Regions from separate parts of the Mus musculus genome. Here regions 1, 3 and 4 are each linked to region 2. The links are chromatin contacts, called in public capture Hi-C and promoter capture Hi-C maps. All regions are on one chromosome and are shown on one strand. Each heading gives the region's core, a stretch centred on a gene start, on an enhancer-like site or on the middle of the called end of the contact. The rest is flanking DNA. Distances are from core to core; before and after follow the strand shown.

Region 1 (3,080 bases), core at 191-2,690, 270 kb before region 2:
GCTGAGAGAAAAGTGGGATCCCACACAATGGTGAGGTGTCGCAGACCCTCTGATCCCTATGTCTGCGTGGAACGGGTCTCTAGTCGCAGGTGGGCAAAGCATTGGATGATATGACAGACAGATGTACACAGGAGAGGTTGTGTAGAATCTGAATGTATTTGTCAGGTTGAGCATCAAACTTTTTATAGTACAGAAAATACAAGGGTCGGAAGTCACAGCAGGCAAGGTACATTGAAGTTACCAGGTACAAAACAAAGGAATGACTTTAAAAGGATTTACAGGAACCAGGTAAATGTTTACAGTAAAGATAAAGCAGTCCTGTCTAGGGTCAGCTTAGTGACAGGCAAGGATTTTACACTTTAGTGTTATACCTGTGAACCTTGTGAAGGCTAGCACCAGGGGGTTCTGCTCTTGGCAGACCTCAAGAATAATGTAATATCACAACCCACCTAATTTCCTAGGCCTTGCTAAATTCTTATATGAGTGTAACTTTTAAGTATCTGGAGAATCTCCAGTTGTCAGGAGAATATACCAACTTGCTTTTAATATTCAATGTAGCCTTACTGAAGATTTCTATCTTGGAGAGATTCTCTGGCTCTTTCTGCAGACCAGTTGAGCCACTGGCTCTGTCTATTGTAATGCTTAATTAGTTACTGAATAGGCTAACTTCCTTACTGCCTTCTCACAGGATTTTAAGCTCTGGCCGCTTCTGGGATCTTGGAACACTGGGGAGACTAACTATAACATAATTTAATCTTAAAAGGTATTTATAATAAAATATTAAAAGAGAGCTCATAGATCCATACACCAGACTAACGCAGGAATAGAGTATATGGATAAACTCCAGGAGGTGAGCTTCCTTGAAACTCTCTGCCTTGTGAGTGGCTTTTAGGCTTCACAGTCTGTCAAGCTGACTCGACTGAAGTGCGTGGCAGTGAGGGACAACGATCCTCTAGAATGTGATATCACAATTTGTTTCTTCAGTCAAAATCAATGTCATGTCTTAAGTGTTTGCCCATTTTGTCTGGTTTTCCTTAAAAAAAAGGAAAACTGGTTTGCATATAGAACTGCGCGAGTTTATGTTTGCTGTGTCTTAGGATAGAGTTCTCTAATAGCATGGTTCCTCTTTTCTTCTCCTTCCTATTTCTTTTCTTCCCCCTTTGAGTTCCCACTTTGCAGTCCTTGCATACCTCGCTGAGTGGGTTTGAGGGCTACAATTCTTATTTTCTTGTATTAAGAGGTTGGATTTCCCCTGTGTGACCTGAGTGATTCCGTGCTGTGGTTTCTTGTTCTCATGTGGTTTAACCTAGTGAGACATGCCTCTTCTTTCATACAATTGTGTGACATGACAACCTGTTGCTGCAATTGGTTCTCACATACTACAGAGCCTTAGAGAGAGAATGAGTTGTGCTTTCTGAGGGAGGCAGGTCTTTTCTTGAAATGGCTTCAGAAATCACTTATGCAGAAGTGAGGATCACGAATGAATCCGACTCCTTGGACACCTACTCAAAATGTCCTGCAGGTAAAACAAAACAAAAGGAAACAAAACCACCTTTCTGTACTTATGTAGACTGGAGGATAAAGGAATGGCCACTAGCAAAGTTAGGTGGTATTTGTGAATGATTCTTTGAGCGCTCCCATCTGGTATTTTACTGGAGTCTTAGTTGTTTAAACTATTTGTAGATCAACTTGAAGAGCTGGACAGTTTTATAGTGGGAAGGAAAAGCTTTCTCAGAATGTTTTTTGCTCTTGCCATTTACAGAAACTAAACCTTGAATCTTGCTGCATTTACTGCTCTATACAAATGAGCATAAATACATTTTTTTTCTGAAAATGAAGTCATATTGTTTAATAGTGATCTCTACCTTCTATGTTTGACAGTATTTTGTAACTTCATGAAAACTGTTTCTGTGTTGAGATTTTATCTTGAAGGAACTTTTTCATTTATACTATAGATCACAGAAGAACCTCTCACTTGATGGCTAGTTGCTGTGCCACTAAATTGTACCTTCCTCCATGAAGTTTCCAGCCATGTGGTGGTGGCTAGCAGACAGACATTATGCTAAAGTGATGGACTATGAATAGAAATATTTATCTGTTATTGTATATGTGTCTTTAATATTTTGGCAGTTTGGAAGTTATTTATGTATACAGTGCTGAATCTATAATAAAGAACACTAAGAAAACATAGTGAAATGAAAATGTATTTACAATACTAATGTAAAGAAAAGTTGTAGGCCAGGTGGCACTATTTATGTTGGGTCATCATGCAGGAAAACACTTTATATGCACATACTTTAAGATTTACTGCAAGGGCCAGGATTGGCCTAATTCCAGCACTGAGGAGGCAGAGGCAGGAGGATCACTGAAGATTTGAGCCCAGTCTGGTCTACATAATGAGTTGCAGACCATCCAGTACTACACAGTGAGATCCTACCTCATTACACTTCCCTTCACACACACACACACACACACACACACACACACACACACACACACACACACACCTCCATGAAAGGCTATGAACCAAGTATTTTCATATATATATATATATATATATATATATATATATATATATATATATATATGTACATATATATACATATATACACATATATATGTATATACACACACATATATATTTTTCAGATCTCAAAATATTAATATCAGTTATTTCAACAGTGTAAGTTTGTGCTTTTATTTTTCTGTTACTTGAAATGTTCATACTATTAGTAAATTATGTATCCTAGACAAAATGGGAAAAAAGAAGTGTGGAAAAGAAGAAACAAGGATGGACTTATTTCTCATGAAATGAATGTGCTTCTCCTTCTAGCTCCCAGAGAGAAACCTATCCGTGATCTAAGAAAGCCTGGTTCCCCCTCACTGCTTCTTACATCCCTGATGCTACTTCTCCTGCTGCTGGCAATCACATTCTTAGTTGCTTTTATCAGTAAGTATCCTGCACACATCAATGGGCCTTGTCTGCCTTAGATGAAGACAGGTTCCACTCTAGCAGTTGGCATTTAATGGAAATATGAAGAAGAAATATTCTTTGGTGAAAATTAAAATCACATTCATGA
Region 2 (3,004 bases), core at 292-2,791:
GGCTTTTTCCTCTTCCTGTTATTAGGTGTAATGGCTTACACATGTTGGCCTTTTCTGTTCTGAGTACAGAATGGACTCATCTGCCCACAATCGCTTGCCTTATAATTTCTTGTATCTGTTATTTAATTTTACAAAAACAAAACACTATATAGCTATACTGGAAATATGTATGTAGTCTTCATTTAAGAAAATAATACATATTTTAATGTGCATAATCATAATTATTTGATGAATGAGATCCATTGAAAACGGATGACATCTATAACATTTATTTATGTTTTATGACATATGAATTATTTATTCTCTGAATAATTGTGAATCCATAGTGAGCCTTATACATTCAAATAATAATCAAATATTTCATTGTCATAATGAAATAAATTATTTTTGTTAACTGAAGTTAAATTTGTTTTTGGAGACCTATCAAGATGTCCATTTTGCCTTTTACCATTTGTAAAGATTTCTTAGCTTAGAATCTGATTTTCAGTTTTGTTTCTGATTTTGTTGCTGCTTCCCCCTTGATAAACTTGCTGTCTGTTATCTAGGAAAATTATGGAATTTAGCCAACAGGCCCATCACTTTGCTAATTTTGACACAAGAATAATACACAATAAGAACTCAGATCTTACTTTCTCCAAGCCTCCTATGACGCTAAGGAAAAAAAAAATCAGGAAAGGTGTTATATGCTGTACAATAGACTTTAAGAAACATTTCTAAGCTGCTGGGTATTTATGATAATTGAGTTCAGACACAACAACAGTGCTATAGATGCATGGTATATATTTATTCTCATGAATATATGGGGGCTATATGTGCAAGGTCTCTTTGTGGTGGGATCCCTTCTCTAAGCTTGGAGAAGGCTGCTCTCTTGCTGTGTCCCAGTATTCTAGAAGGGGTTGGGGAAAGGAGAAGGAGTAAGGAGAGGGTAGAGGAGAGAAGGGACTAGGGAGAGGGGAGAGGAGAGAGGAGAGAAGAGAGAAGAAAGAGGAGAGAGATGAGACGAGGGTGAGAGGAGACAGAGTTCTAAGCATGGTAGTTTTATCATAAGGACTCCCCACTTACGAACTTAGCTAACTCTAGTGACCTCCCTGGGTTCCACCTTTAAACACCAACAGAAGTGTTTATGGCTTCAACGAATAAAGTTTGGAGGAACACAAATGTCCATTCTTTAATAATCCTGTAGGTGGAACCAGAGATCACAATAGTGTCTATCATACAACCTTTTCTTCCTTTGCCGTAACAAGCCTACTTTCACTTACCTGAGAAAATGTTGAAATCTAATCAGTGGCTTCACCAACTTCTTCCTCTGTTCTAAAGCAAAGGATTTCATGTCTTTACATGCACCATGTGCACAAAATCTATGTTAAAAGCTTTGTTCATTGTTATTTTGGACATATTTCATTGAGCTAGAGAACTTTCTAAGCCTCATTTTACCTCAAACTACCTTTGAAAACATGACATATGAGTAGCAAAAACACATTGAGAAATCTTACATGACACACTTCTGGAAGTTTTTACTGGCTTTGGGGTTGCTTTCTCAATTTCCTTTTCCTCTTTGCTCCCTGTGTTCTAGTACATTAGAGGAAACTCTGTTTTTAAGATTTATTCTTTTTCACTTGGCTCTCTTGTACTGAACACTTACTGATCTTACCAGAATAAGACAGATGTATTGATGTCCAATCTTAAATGTTTCTGAAGAGATACTTGTGATGGAAATATACACTCTGGGCAAGAAGTAAAAAGCAGACTGGAATCTCTTGACACACATAATGTGGCTGGAAGAATCCCAAATGAAATGTGAGTCTCTCTCTTTATCTGTCTATCTGTCTATCTGTCTGTCTGTCTGTCTATCTATCTATCTATCTATCTATCTATCTATCTATCTATCTATTTATCTACCTATCTATCAATCATTTATCCACCCATCCACTTCCCCCTCCTACTTTCTTTCTCTTCTCCCCTTCCTTTCTTCCCATGGTCCTCCTCTTCCTCCTTGTCTTTCGCCCCTCTTTCTCTTAACTCTTCCTTCTTCAAGATAAAGTTTTGTTACGTAGCACAGGCTGGTCTTGAATTTTCTGTGTAGCCTGGGATTGCCTCAGACTTGACCTCCTTTCTTCCAACTTTTGAGGGCTGAGTCTTTAGTTGATATGTGATCATGCTCAGCCCTTTTCACATTTAACTAGATTAAGTACTCATGACTATAATTTTAAAATGTGAATTGATGGCAGTGTAAAGATTTAAGAAGAGGGGTATTAGAACACAATGAGGATGGCCTTGATGGAGACAAAGGACATGGCTGATTCCTGGTAAGCTGTGTAACAGATGCTAAGACCAAGGAAAGGAGATCCTAAAATCAGATAGAAGCAAGAGGGGAGATAAAGTATATTTTAAAAAGAAATGAGATAAAATGAAAAGGAGAATTAAATACTTTGGAAGATTCCTTTGACAAGAAGAGAGAAAAATAGTACATAGAACATATAGATGTAGGCTCATAGTATGCCAGAGACTCTCCCTGGTTTCCCGATTGATTTAAAGGATGCTACTGGATCTGCACTGTGAGACTGTGAAATAATGCTTTATTATAGTAATTATATTATATTACTTATAAGCAAGCTATTGATACATCTTTTGGATAAGACATGGCCATTGCAGCCATGAACTCCTAGTAGCTATTGTCACCTGCACAAGACTTGGCATAAGATTAAACTAACAAGATCAGTCAACATTCCAGTAGACAGCACTTAGTGGACTGAGTGGATTACAGAGACAAGGCAGCAAAGGAGAGAACGTGAAAAGGGAAGTGGGAACATGTAGGGGATTCCTGGGGATGGGAGGGGGAGGGTGAGATGGGGGTGGAGCTTGAGGATGGTAATGATCAAGATACAGTGCCTAGATGTTTGAAATTACCAAGTAATAAATAAAAGATGTTATAGTAATAAATACATTGGAAAATGTTAAATTATGCTTACAATTTAAATCTTGCTTAATCTCACCAGTCTACTAG
Region 3 (2,921 bases), core at 57-2,556, 340 kb before region 2:
TATTGGCACCAGGTACCTGCACAGGCCCCTTGTGTCTCACCATCCATCACTGCCTTCTTGGGTGGCTGCTGGTGAGTTCTCCTGGGGCTGGGCCTCCCTTGGATTGGTGGATGGTTCATTGGTTTATTCTGAGCTAGTTATGTGGATATCTTTTAAACTATTTCACAGCACTCAGTTTAAATGACCTAATGTTTGTTTCTGATCCTTCAGCTATTTTAAGAATGCTGCTGATTTCCTAGCATTTGGCCTTTTTCTCCTCAGGTATCTAATTTTTCTGTGGCTTCTCTTGTCAATTGCAACTTTGCCACATTACTGAAGGAGGGCCTGCTCCTTGCAGCCCACAGCGTCTCGATGCTGTGGTATGTGCGTTGCAGGCATGTATGTGATTGTGTGCGCATCCATGCTTCACAGCCAAGCTTGACAAAGCATATCCTCCTATTCCTGAGTTGTGAAGAACTGTGTTGACTCCGTAGGTAAGACACATAAGGTTTAATCTCCCAGTGCCTTGAGCTTCTCATGTTCCTGAGAAGATATAGAACAAACTTGAGACACTCGGGAGAAATGATCTCAGGGTCTGTGTAGGGAGCATGCATACGGGGCAGTGTGTGTGTGTGCGCGCACACTCTAAAAAGCAGCACATAGCATGAGTGAAGATGGTAGATGACAGCCAGGCACAGTCTGCCAGCCTCCAGAGTCTCCCAGGGAATCTGGAGAAAGCAGAAGAACTGCTAGAAGAGGTGGGAACTCGACACAGCAGAAGACAAAGTCCAGAGCCATCCCAGGGCTTTGGCTTGGTTTTTAGGAGCTCCTCACTCCCAAGATGAAGGAACACAGGTTGCAGACTTTGGAAATCTGCCCTGTCTTACAGTGGTGCACATTCTGAAGAGCCAGAAAGATGCCAAGGTCAAGGACCCTCTTAGAATGGAGAGGTCAGAACTCGGCTGTTTGGCTAGAGTGAATGTTGTTTCTCCCTATAGGCAGCTTTAGCTCATGTTGGTTGCAGAAATCACGTTTGTGTGTGGAAATGCCCAAACTCTGCTGTGGAGTGCTGAGAGCACCGGTTTCAGGGGAAACTTCTCTAATGCCTGGTTCCTCTTTTTCCTTTCCTTGCCACTTTTCTTCCTCTTCCCTGTTCAGGCCACAGTGTCCACAGTGTTTGCATATCCATGACAAATGCGTTTGAAGCTTGCAATTCTGTTTTTTTTTTTTTTTTTTTTTTTTTCTGGTTGTGGGGATCAGCCCTCTGTGGCCCAGAGAGTTCCACCCTGTGGTTTTAAATTTTCATGCTGTACTCTCAGAGGTACTTGCCCATTAAGTGTCTCTGCACCTTATCCTGGATGCTGGATTAATCCTTACCATGTTTATTTCTCGTTTATATTAAGTGTATTAAGACTGACACAGGTTCTCTGAAGAAAGCAGGTCTCTTCTCAATATGGCATTACCAAACATTTATACTGACGTGAACTTCAAAAATCAACCTGTTTCCTCAGGCCTCATCTCAGACTCGTCTTCATGTACCGTCTCAGACTCGTCTTCAGGTAAACCTTCCTGCACCCCCAGAACAGTGAATCATTTTCTGGTGTTCTAAGCTAATGGTGAAATGAAAGAAGGTGTTTACGAACAAGGCCTGCGGGATGTTGGTGCTGGCTGTCTCAGAGGCTGTGGTGTGAGACAGGAGATAATTCAGCAGGTTCAACTGTCTGTCAAGTAGCTTTGAAAGGCTTTGCCTTGTACTGGGCAAAGAAATGAGTTCAGGATACTGTCTTTAGAGAAAGTTTGAGTTCTACTGCATGTTTTTTATGTATGTAAAACGATACTTTACCTGTGAAAATAATGTTATCTATTACTTTGTTTTCTGTTTACTTACCAGCATGTCATAACTTTCAGATATTGATATTTGGGGGATAGTTTTATCTTGAAGGGGAGTTTCAGTGTCCCTTTCTCCACCCATACTGGGGACAGGAAGCAGGGCCTCATCCTTGCTGAGTATAAGTTCTATTGCTAGAGTTACTAGGGTCTATACTATTTCTGAGAGAATTTTATTTAATTTTTAGCTAGCGTGTAAGCCAACCATTTGATTCATTTTGGCATTTTATACAGACATCACTATCCCTTGTGTACATCCCTAACCCTATCCCATTCTCTCTCCTTGCTCTCTTGATCATCCCTTCCTCTTTCTGAAATATTCCTCCCTTCTGCTTTCATGGCACATATCTATTTCTACACACATGTGCGCGCACGCACACACACACACACACACACATACACACACACACACACTCCTCACACAAATGCACACACACACGAATATACATGTGCACACATACATAAATGCATACTCACCCACACACCAACACACTCATATATCTCCACACAAATGCATACACACACACAGAAGCATACACACACACCAGCATACACAATACATGCATTCACACATACATGCACACATACCCACACCCACATAAACAAACACACATACACACCAGCACTCACACATACATACACAAATACATTCACACACACATACACACCACACATCTAAGTTCACCAAGTGTGAAAGCAGCTGTGACATTTGCCTCTTCCTCCCCACTACTCTCTTCTTCTTTCTCCCTTTCTTTTATGCCTCTTCCCCCCTCAGTCTCTGTCAACTCAGAAAATGGTTTCTAATCAAGAGACAGCTAAAAAGATGACATTAGACCATATCAGAAACATGGGAAGTATGCTTATACAGACTTAGTCAGTTTTGCATGCTTCACAGTAATGCTAGAGGCAGTTTGGGAGATTATTTCAATATACAACAAAGTTCTATGTAGCCATAATAAAGAACATTAAAGAAGAAAATATGGTGACAGAAAAATGTCCAGAAAATAACAGAGCAGAAATAAGTGATTGTGCCGGGTGTGGTGGCACACGCCTTT
Region 4 (2,941 bases), core at 132-2,631, 310 kb before region 2:
CTAGCAAACAAAAGACTTGAAGGTAAAAGATGCTTGTCATACTATACCGCCGGTCCTGACCACCATATTAAAACAGAGGAGTGTGATGCATGTTCAATTGCTCTGTGGCCTTGGCTCCAGAATGACGAAGCATCACTACAGTCATCCGTATGCAGATCCTAAGCACAAATAAACTGTGATTGAGAAATAAGTGCTTGCTGCTATAAGCCAGCTGGGTACGGGACTGTGGATGACACAGTGTAGTTAGCTCACAATGTGAATTTTTCCCCTAGGGAGATAGCGGCAATTTTAGAACTCACTTTTGCATAAGGAGCTTGAAGGATGGTCTCTGGGAGCGAGCAATTACAGGCGAGAGGGTATGTGTCCATGAATCACTGCGTCCCGGAACCTCGTACAGAGAACTACGAATTTTCTTGCCCTTCTTCTATCCTTTAAAAATGTGATTTTTCTCTTTGCTTACTAAATAATTCAATTTCAGTCAGGGCAGGTGTCCATAGTAGGATGCGATGATCTGACTGTGCAGAGGGCTGGCTTGATGGCAGAACTGAAGCCCTAAGCGGTGAGGGGAATATTGGCATGCTGATGAGAAAGCGCATGGCCTTGGGGGTGGGTCCACAAACCTGAGAGGTGAGGAGGGCAGCTGTGTCTGACAGCGGGCAGGTGAGGAGTCTGAACTCAAATAGGGTGAGGCAGGCACCCATGCTTGGGGCACTTCTCACAGGAAGTCAGAACCCCAAACGAGTGAGCAGAGGGTCCTCAAGGAGCAGCGTGGGATGATACCTTGGCATTTGGGAGGATGGGGACCGTGCATAGTTTTGGCTCCAAATCAGGCTGAGATTCCGAGACTAAACCGGATGGCTGGACCTTTCTCACAAACCAGGCATGGGTTTCAGGAGCTAGGCGAGGCACAGGATGTGACTGACAGTGGAGAATACAAGCTGGAAACTCAGCGACTTTCAAGATAAAGAGAGAATCCTTGCTAGGATGTGGAGGAAATGGCCTGTCAGAACCCAGGCAGGTTAAAGAGAGTGCCCATGCATAAGGCAGTGCTGGAACGGTTTCCAGAGACTGAGAAGGGTGAAGAGACTGTCCCTGCGTGGTGCCACAGTCTAGGGTGTGTACTAGGTGCCTTTGGGATGAAGAATGCTTCTGTCCGTGACAGGGACTTGAGTGTGGTGCTAGAGACTCAGGAAGACCCACTGGCAGCTCTTCAGAGATCACGAGTAGAACTTGGCACATGCTGGGTAAAGGAGGCCTGATTGCGGAGGGTGCCTCAGGGTGAGTGTCAGAATCTCAACTCCGTAGGGAGTTTGACTTCTCTAATGCCCTGGTTCCTCTTTTTCATTCCTTCCTGTTTTCTTCTCTCACCCACTGGGTTCTTGGTATAGCTGTAATTCTATGATTGGACGGAATGCATTTTCTGTCCGCGATACTCCCTTTGCAGGCCAGGGGAGTGCTGCAAGCTGAGGGCAGCTGTCTGTTACTGCCTCTCATTTCTAGCTGGTGTCAGGATTATTTGCTGTCACGTTTGTTTCTTGTTCAGGAGATATTTTAAAGACGGGATGACACACATCTTCTGAGGGCAGGGGAAACTTTCATCTCAACATGTTTTCAGAAAACATTTATGTTAACACGAACTTCAAAAATAAAGTTGACTCCTCAGACATCGACACAGACTCTTGGCCAGGTAAGAAAGCATTTTCTGCTGCTCCCAGTTAGTGATTCGGTAAAGGACAAAGACAGATGGTCTTAGATGCGGCTATGCCTGCAGGTCCCTGGAGCCTCAGCCAAGTGTGTTGCCTGTAGACAGACATGGAAGGTCATAGGATTGTACAGTGGAGAAGAGAAAGTGTTGTCTTTACTTTTACCATCTAGAGAAAAATAATACCATACGAGTATATTGTATCTTTTCTACATGTAGATACACATAAATATGTGTACCATATTGTTTCAAAAGTTAGGCTACTGTATAATAATTCCCCACTCTCTATTTGATAACATAGCATAGTTTGTTTGGTATCTAAGTGTTGCATAGCTTCTTTCACTCTTTTCATCCCAGTGATGGAGACTGAAAGCAGGACCTTACACATGGTTGGAAAGTATTGTAACTCTTTTAGAAGTGGTGACTAAAAATGTAGCGATTGTTACCATAAAGGTATACAAAGGTTTACAAATACTTCTTGACTATCACATTCTTTGCAGTTGGAAGTAAGACTTTAAAAGTATAAGATGAAATACTCTGCAGTCATTATAAAACTGATAAAGAAGACATGATGATATTAAAAAAAATGGTTGGATGTTTCACCCCATGTCTGTAGTAGCAAAACTCAGGAGGCTGAGACAGAGGATTGCTATAAGTTTGGGGCCAGCTTGGATTACATAATGAATTCAAGGTCTACCTTGGGAACATACCAAGACTCTGTCTCAGAAATAATACAAAAATTATAAAGGAAAAAATTCACGATTTAATGAAAAAAAAAAAGCCACAAATCAGTATTTATGATGTGCCAATTGCAGAAAATATGAATTTATGTGTGAAAGTTTTAAACGTGTTGGAAAATGAATATCAAATATTGGCGACAATTATCCTCAATGTTAAGAATGAATTATTCTATATTTTGGAATGTTTCTAAAATTAACATGATTGTTTCATATTTACATTCTCTTATTATTTCAAACATCACATTATTAGTGTTTATCAGGCACAGCAACAGAATAGGAAAAAGAAGAGGAAATAACAGAACTCAAGAAATGAATTTTGTTTGTCTTTCAGCTCCCCAAAGGAAGAACACGTCTCAGAAAAGTTGTCACAAATTCTCTAAGGTCCTCTTTACCTCACTCATAATCTATTTCCTGCTGTTGACAATCTTATTCTCCGGTGCTCTGATCAGTAAGTACAAGTACAGAGGAACAAGTAAGCAAGGAGAGAAGTAGCTATTAG

Evidence for each region. Promoter capture Hi-C pulls out the DNA fragments that hold promoters and counts their contacts. Capture Hi-C pulls out chosen DNA fragments and counts their contacts.
Region 1: a contact with region 2 is called in a promoter capture Hi-C map of liver, with 3 times the contacts expected there. The contact joins the promoter of Clec4a4 here to the promoter of Clec4d in region 2. A contact is called at or near these places in 5 of 39 promoter capture datasets (the C10 cell line, embryonic stem cells, macrophages and 1 more), 1 of 484 Hi-C or Micro-C datasets (bone marrow-derived macrophages), 3 of 115 datasets of contacts at active chromatin or transcription factors (the HPC-7 cell line and bone marrow-derived macrophages) and 4 of 9 other capture datasets (adipose tissue, bone marrow-derived macrophages, liver and 1 more).
Region 3: a capture Hi-C map of macrophages shows a contact between it and region 2, with 5 times the contacts expected there. The contact joins the promoter of Clec4a1 here to the promoter of Clec4d in region 2. A contact is called at or near these places in 15 of 39 promoter capture datasets (the 3T3-L1 cell line, the C10 cell line, the HPC-7 cell line and 9 more), 1 of 484 Hi-C or Micro-C datasets (bone marrow-derived macrophages), 7 of 115 datasets of contacts at active chromatin or transcription factors (acute myeloid leukemia, bone marrow-derived dendritic cells, bone marrow-derived macrophages and 1 more) and 4 of 9 other capture datasets (bone marrow-derived macrophages, embryonic stem cells, liver and 1 more).
Region 4: a promoter capture Hi-C map of macrophages shows a contact between it and region 2, with 7 read pairs. The contact joins the promoter of Clec4a3 here to the promoter of Clec4d in region 2. A contact is called at or near these places in 10 of 39 promoter capture datasets (the C10 cell line, cranial neural crest, embryonic stem cells and 5 more), 2 of 484 Hi-C or Micro-C datasets (bone marrow-derived macrophages and peritoneal macrophages), 4 of 115 datasets of contacts at active chromatin or transcription factors (the HPC-7 cell line, bone marrow-derived dendritic cells and bone marrow-derived macrophages) and 3 of 9 other capture datasets (adipose tissue, liver and macrophages).

What each region holds. Positions count from the first base shown.
Region 1 is chr6:122,988,927-122,992,006 of GRCm38.p6, forward strand. It overlaps Clec4a4 (C-type lectin domain family 4, member a4), which reads left to right and starts at 1,441. Exons shown (of 6, transcript NM_001005860.2): 1 at 1,441-1,522; 2 at 2,834-2,950. The coding sequence starts at 1,441.
Region 2 is chr6:123,260,566-123,263,569 of GRCm38.p6, forward strand. Clec4d (C-type lectin domain family 4, member d) reads left to right here and starts at 1,542. Exons shown (of 6, transcript NM_010819.4): 1 at 1,542-1,797. The coding sequence starts at 1,770.
Region 3 is chr6:122,920,542-122,923,462 of GRCm38.p6, forward strand. It overlaps Clec4a1 (C-type lectin domain family 4, member a1), which reads left to right and starts at 1,307. Exons shown (of 6, transcript NM_199311.2): 1 at 1,307-1,538. The coding sequence starts at 1,433.
Region 4 is chr6:122,951,263-122,954,203 of GRCm38.p6, forward strand. Clec4a3 (C-type lectin domain family 4, member a3) reads left to right here and starts at 1,382. Exons shown (of 6, transcript NM_153197.4): 1 at 1,382-1,687; 2 at 2,774-2,890. The coding sequence starts at 1,606.